Linked DNA regions of Mus musculus: region 1 is linked to region 2. The links are chromatin contacts, called in public promoter capture Hi-C maps. All regions are on one chromosome and are shown on one strand. Each heading gives the region's core, a stretch centred on a gene start, on an enhancer-like site or on the middle of the called end of the contact. The rest is flanking DNA. Distances are from core to core; before and after follow the strand shown.

Region 1 (2,700 bases), core at 200-2,699, 2.2 Mb after region 2:
GGTTGCTCAGCTGCATCAGGTCCTCTCCAAGAGTGGGCATGTCATTATGTCTGAAGACAGATAACCTGGGTTCCAACTCTGACTCAGCTGCTTCCTCGTACAGGATACTTAGGTTTGGGGAAACACGGAATCTCCCCAACCTCGGCTTTCTCTGATACAATATTGGAGTGAAACAGCACTGAGTCTACTACAGTGGACATGATAGTGTGTGTATATGAGTCTTTGACAGCATGTTGAAAGTTCAGGAGACTTCTTGCCTCCTGCCTCCTTTCTCCACCAAGGTCATCCCTGAGCAGTGTCCTCTCCTTATTTGCTGCAGAGACTTCAGTGACCTACACTACCTGCACCTGTGCTTCCCATATGGTCGTCCAAGTCACAACCTATCTGCCTTCCCAGGACACGGATCACTATCTCTACTGACTTCATGCAGAAACCACTTCAGCCTGGTATTATGGCCCTTCCTTAGTTTGGTTCAATCTGCCTTTTTTATGCTCAAATGTACTTTTCCTCACCCTGTTCTGCCAAGGCAATCTCTGGTTTCTGGAATATCTTCAGCCCTAGTGCCGACAGAAGACATTCTAGGCTGTTTCATGCCATGACTGAGATGTACAGCACACAGTCTATAGTCAGCTCGTTTCGCTCCCTTCCCCACTCTTAACGTTAGTTCCAAGTGTAATTCTACTAGTACCTTAAATTCCAGAGGGTCTCATTACTCCATAACTTTAAAGCCATATTTTCCCAGAAACTTTTTTTTTTTAAAGAAAGAAAGCTTCTTGAGTACACTGCAGGATAAGCTAAGCAGCAACGAGACCCTTCCATCTAGCAAACTCCTAAATAGTCTCCTAACAATCTTAAACAACACTGATCAAAAAGCTAAAAAAAAAAAAAGCCCTTATAAATGCCCTCATTTCTACCAATCACTTTGTCAAATACTGTGATTTGTGTGTTTTCTATTATTATATCTGCCTCACAATTGTGTAAAATGTTTCATGTTTTCTTCTAATTCATCAGCTGCCATCAGCGTCTTCTTTGGAGGGTGGGCCAGCACTCAAGCCTTCCAAGGTGCCATCAATCAGTAAGTGTCTGTATGCAGAGCAGAAGCTGCTCCCACCCTGCTGGGCAGATCTGGTGAAGTGCACCTCTTCATGCCCAAGCACAGTCACGGGGACAATGGAACAGCAGAAGAGCATTCCACTATACTCCTGTTTAAATAGTTAAAATGTTCATGTCCACCAGAGCACAGGAAGAAAACCCTTTTCATGTGTTCACAACTCACTTTAGAAAGTCAATTATATTTACCTAAAGTCAGTGGAGCTCAAAAGCATATTTCTCTCTCCAAAACCTCATTCTTTTGCGAGTCCCTTGCTTTGTGGAATGACCATGGGCAATCATCTTTGCAGGCCCTGCTGATGCCAGTTTATGGCTGTGTTTTTCTGCTCACTGAACTGGCTCATTCCTTCAAGAGAACAAACTGTTCTGCACTGAAGCAGGAATTGGCTGGGTTCTAACAAAAAGATCCCCCCCCCCAAGTGTTTTTTTGCAAAAGACCCAAGTCAATTTATAGCCAAGTAACAAAAGGTCAGAAAGGTTAGTTAAGCAATGGGCGTAATTCCTGTGTGTCACAGCCAATAAAGGAAATGGGTGGGAATAAATAGTATGCAATTTTAACCTGAAATCATTTGTGCAAAATTACTATTGTAAACTACATAAAACAGTCTCTGGCTTCCAATGTTAGGAATTATTCTGATTTTTCAAAGGCATATTTACTGTGGAAGAACTGAGGTGACCTCAAGTCTTTTGTTTGCAAGAAAAGAATGTAAAAAACTCATATATAAGAATATTTTTCAGTTCATAAATTTAAATACTCAGATAAAAATTAAATATCTTACAGTTAACTGATGGGTAAAATTTACATAGTTGAATTTAAAATAAAATCCCTGTCAACAGGGATTTGGCATTGATCAAAAAGCTAAGAAAAGTCCCTACAAAACTACAGTTTATTTGTCTTAACTGTGCTAGAGGTATAAAAACATACTGTATTATTCATCAAGTTTAAGAACAAGGAAGGGGCTGCCTTTCTAAAGCAGACATGAAAAATACATCAACAGCCAGGTAAGGGAAAGACAGATAAGAAACAGCCTTCCATGGGTCTGTCCTGTAAGAAAGCTTTTCAGACCCTGAGGCTGTTGGAAAGCCTCCACCAGAAGTCCCTCATCCACTTTAGGAAGTTTAAAGTTGTAACTGTTGAAAACAATCCTATTATCTAAAAGATGAGTGACTAAACAGAACAGCGAGTGCCATGAGCTGGGCAACAGGGATAAGCCATGAGCTCACTTCTCACCTACCTCTCTAAGTACAATGGGAGTAACACAAGAGGCAATCAAAGGATGTTGGAAAGACAGAGGAAGGAAGAATAACGGTTAACAACCCAGGAACAACATGCAGCTGGGCATGTTATGATACCCCTCCATCACACAACAGAAAAAGGTAGCAGGCTCAATGCTACCCAACCCCCAACCTAGCAAGAGAAGGCAGCCAAATAGGAGCTCTATCGACAGTACCAGGCCAGCTGCCAACACCAACTAGCAGAATACCTCATGTCCAGCTGAAAATAAATCAGGCTAGGGAAATACTCCCACTTTCTCTACAGAGTGCCCAGAAGTCACCTTCATCCCAGCGAGACTTGCTCTCCTTACACAC
Region 2 (2,786 bases), core at 261-2,760:
CTTTCTTTCCTTCCTTCCTTCCTTCCTTCCTTCCTTCCTTCCTTCCTTCCTTCCTTCCTTCCTTCCTTCCTTCTTTCTTTCTTTCTTTGTTTTTTTGTTTTTCGAGACAGGGTTTCTCTGTATAACCCTGGCTGTCCTGAACTCACTTTGTAGACCAGGCTGGCCTCGAACTCAGAAATCTGCCTGCCTCTGCCTCCTGAGGGCTGGGATTAAAGGCGTGCGCCACCAAGGCCGGCTTTTTTTTTTTTTTTTTTGCCACTTTTCTTAAAACGTCATGTAAATAAACCAGCCTTCAAAGTGCAGGGCTAAAGCTTAAAAGAAGAAAGAAAATACAGCAATCAAGAAAACAGAAAACTTGAGTTGTCGTGGCGTGCTTGGGGAAAGAGGAAAGAGAAAAAAAAAACAATGCTGGAGTGGTGATCAGGGTGTCTAAGCCCCAAACAACAGCTGCAAGCTGGGTGGTGGGTGGGAGAGGGGAGGATGGTCAGCAGGCTTTCAGGGCAATCTTATCGGGTGGAGCCGTCCTGGTAGGAATTCAGTCAAATGTTCAATCAGGCAATGGATAAAATGAAGACACTTAATCCAGTCTCAAAAAAATTATCTCCCACTTGATCCAGTCTCAAAAAAATTATCTCCCATATCCTCTTCTGTATTCCAGAAGCTTTTATAGAATGCACTCCAAAACAAGGGGTAAACTGGTGTGTCTGTGTGTGTATCTGTGTGTGTGTGTGTGTGTGTGTGTGTGTGTGTGTGTGTGAGATGTCAATAACCCTAATACATAAAAGGCTGGAACAGGAGGATGGCTGAGAGTTGAAGGCCAGCATGAGATACAACGACATGATTAAAAACAAAAACAAAGACAAAACCAAAAACAAAGCAGGGCAGTGGTGGCACACGCCTTTAATCCCAGCACTTGGGAGGCAGAGGCAGGCGGATTTCTGAGTTCGAGGCCAGCCTGGTCTACAGAGTAAGTTCAAGATAACCAGAACTACACAGAGAAACCCTGTCTCAAAAAAGCAAACCAAACAAAACAAAACAAAAAGTGAAATATTCAATCTTAAGTAGACAGCTTGATGAATTTTTACAAACTCACTAAATATTCATTTTAGCTGCCACTCCCAGAAACTGAAGTTAGTAGTACCTCAGAGTTTGGAGTTTGACTGGGCCCTTGAGGGCCCTGAGTTCCATCCCTGGAACCTATTGGGTGAAGAGAACAGGCATCTTGGCACGCTCCCACACCCATCACGCAATAAATAAACAAATGAACAGAAAAAGAAGTCAAAGGGGAAGGAGATTAGCTTAACACGGTCACAAAACTAAGGGCTAGATCTGCAAGGCTATGCAGACAGAGACCAAGGGAGAGTAAGGGGACAGGGAGGGGCGGAGTCCAGCCCAGTGTGGGTGGAGCCTTTGGTCCCTTAGTTAGAGCAAGGGGCGTGGCTACGCCTCCATGTTCGGAGCTGGGGGCGGGGCTCGTGGACAGCCAGTTAGCGCGAAGAGGCGTGGCCACAAGGAGGCTGTTGCGGACAAGCTGGAGCTACGGTTGGACTTGAGGCCTGGATCAGCGGGGAATAGAAACCCACAGAAAGTTCTGGAGCGCCAGGCGGGAATCAGGTGCTGAAACCAGCGAGTCCTCCCGTAAGGAGGAGGCTTCCGGACGCTTCGGGGCCCAGAGACTCAGACGCGGCCCGGGGTTTCGTGACGCACTCGGCTTCGGGGCGGGACCGGCGCTGGCCAAGATGGAGGCCAACGTGTTCCGCTTCCGAGATGCCCGCTCTGCTCCGGATCCCGTGCTCGAAGCCGGGCCGGTGGCCTTCGGGTCGCAGCCGGTGCCTCTGGTGCTGGACAACGGGTCGTTCCAGGCTCGGGCCGGGTGGGCGTGCCCCGGGCCGGACCCCGGTCCCGAGCCTCGCCTGCAGTTCCGCGCCGTGTGTGCGCGCGGCCGCGGCGGGGCGCGCGGCGGGCCGGGGCCGCAGGTGGGCAACGCGCTGGGAAGCCTGGAGCCTCTGCGCTGGATGCTGCGCTCGCCCTTCGATCGCAACGTCCCGGTCAACCTGGAACTGCAGGAACTGCTGCTGGACTACAGCTTCCAGCACCTCGGCGTCTCCTCGCAGGTGAGGGCCTGCCGGGCAGGGCGCGCTCGGCTTCAGCCGTCATGCCAGGCAGTAGGGTATTGAACACAAGTTCGTCAGCCTTGTGCTAGGAGCTAAGGGTACACCACGAAGTCTTTATCTTCCAGAGGATGGGCTGTCTCAGGCACAAGGGTCCAGTTTGCAATAGTCCAAGTGAGATGAGTTTTACCAGCACCAGTCCGATCCTGGAAGTATTTTGAAGATAAAACCAACGGGGTTTATCAGTTAACAGTTTAGCCAAAGCTTGACTTAATAAACTTAAAATGAACCGGGCATGGGTTCACGGCCCTTTAATCCGGGCACTCGGTAGGCAGAAGCAGGCAGATGTTTGTGAGTTCAAGGCCAGCCAGGGCTACACAGAGAAACCTTATCTTAAAAAAACAAAAAACCAACAGACAGACAGACCTACGAAAAGCTTAAATTGATCATGTTATTTTGGCTTCCCAAAATAATCTCCAATAGAGATGAAATGTATTCTTTAAAATGGCCCGTGAGCACCTTTTAAAAGATGTATTATTTCAAAGTTATATGTGTGAGAATGTGTACAAGAGTGTAGGTGCCTTAGGCAGGTGATCTTCTGTGACTGGAGTCAGAGATTAGGTGCTGGGAAACAGAGTTGGGTTCTAATGTGTTCTCTCTAGTCCTCGTGTCTGG

The links. Promoter capture Hi-C pulls out the DNA fragments that hold promoters and counts their contacts.
Region 1: a promoter capture Hi-C map of cranial neural crest shows a contact between it and region 2. The contact joins the enhancer-like site here to the promoter of Actr5 in region 2. A contact is called at or near these places in 6 of 39 promoter capture datasets (3T3-L1-derived adipocytes, the C10 cell line, cranial neural crest and 3 more) and 3 of 115 datasets of contacts at active chromatin or transcription factors (SST interneurons, embryonic forebrain and pro-B cells).

What each region holds. Positions count from the first base shown.
Region 1 is chr2:160,803,847-160,806,546 of GRCm38.p6, forward strand. All of the region lies in intron 2 of Zhx3 (zinc fingers and homeoboxes 3), which reads right to left. Among named protein-coding and RNA genes, the nearest start is that of Zhx3, 68 kb to the right of the region's middle. Within about 2 kb of position 1,450, at least 70 of the 459 cell types and tissues checked have an H3K27ac peak or open chromatin away from gene starts, as enhancers often do. A contact at or near this core is called in 3T3-L1-derived adipocytes, where this site is marked.
Region 2 is chr2:158,623,403-158,626,188 of GRCm38.p6, forward strand. It overlaps Actr5 (ARP5 actin-related protein 5), which reads left to right and starts at 1,511. Exons shown (of 9, transcript NM_175419.4): 1 at 1,511-2,114. The coding sequence starts at 1,740.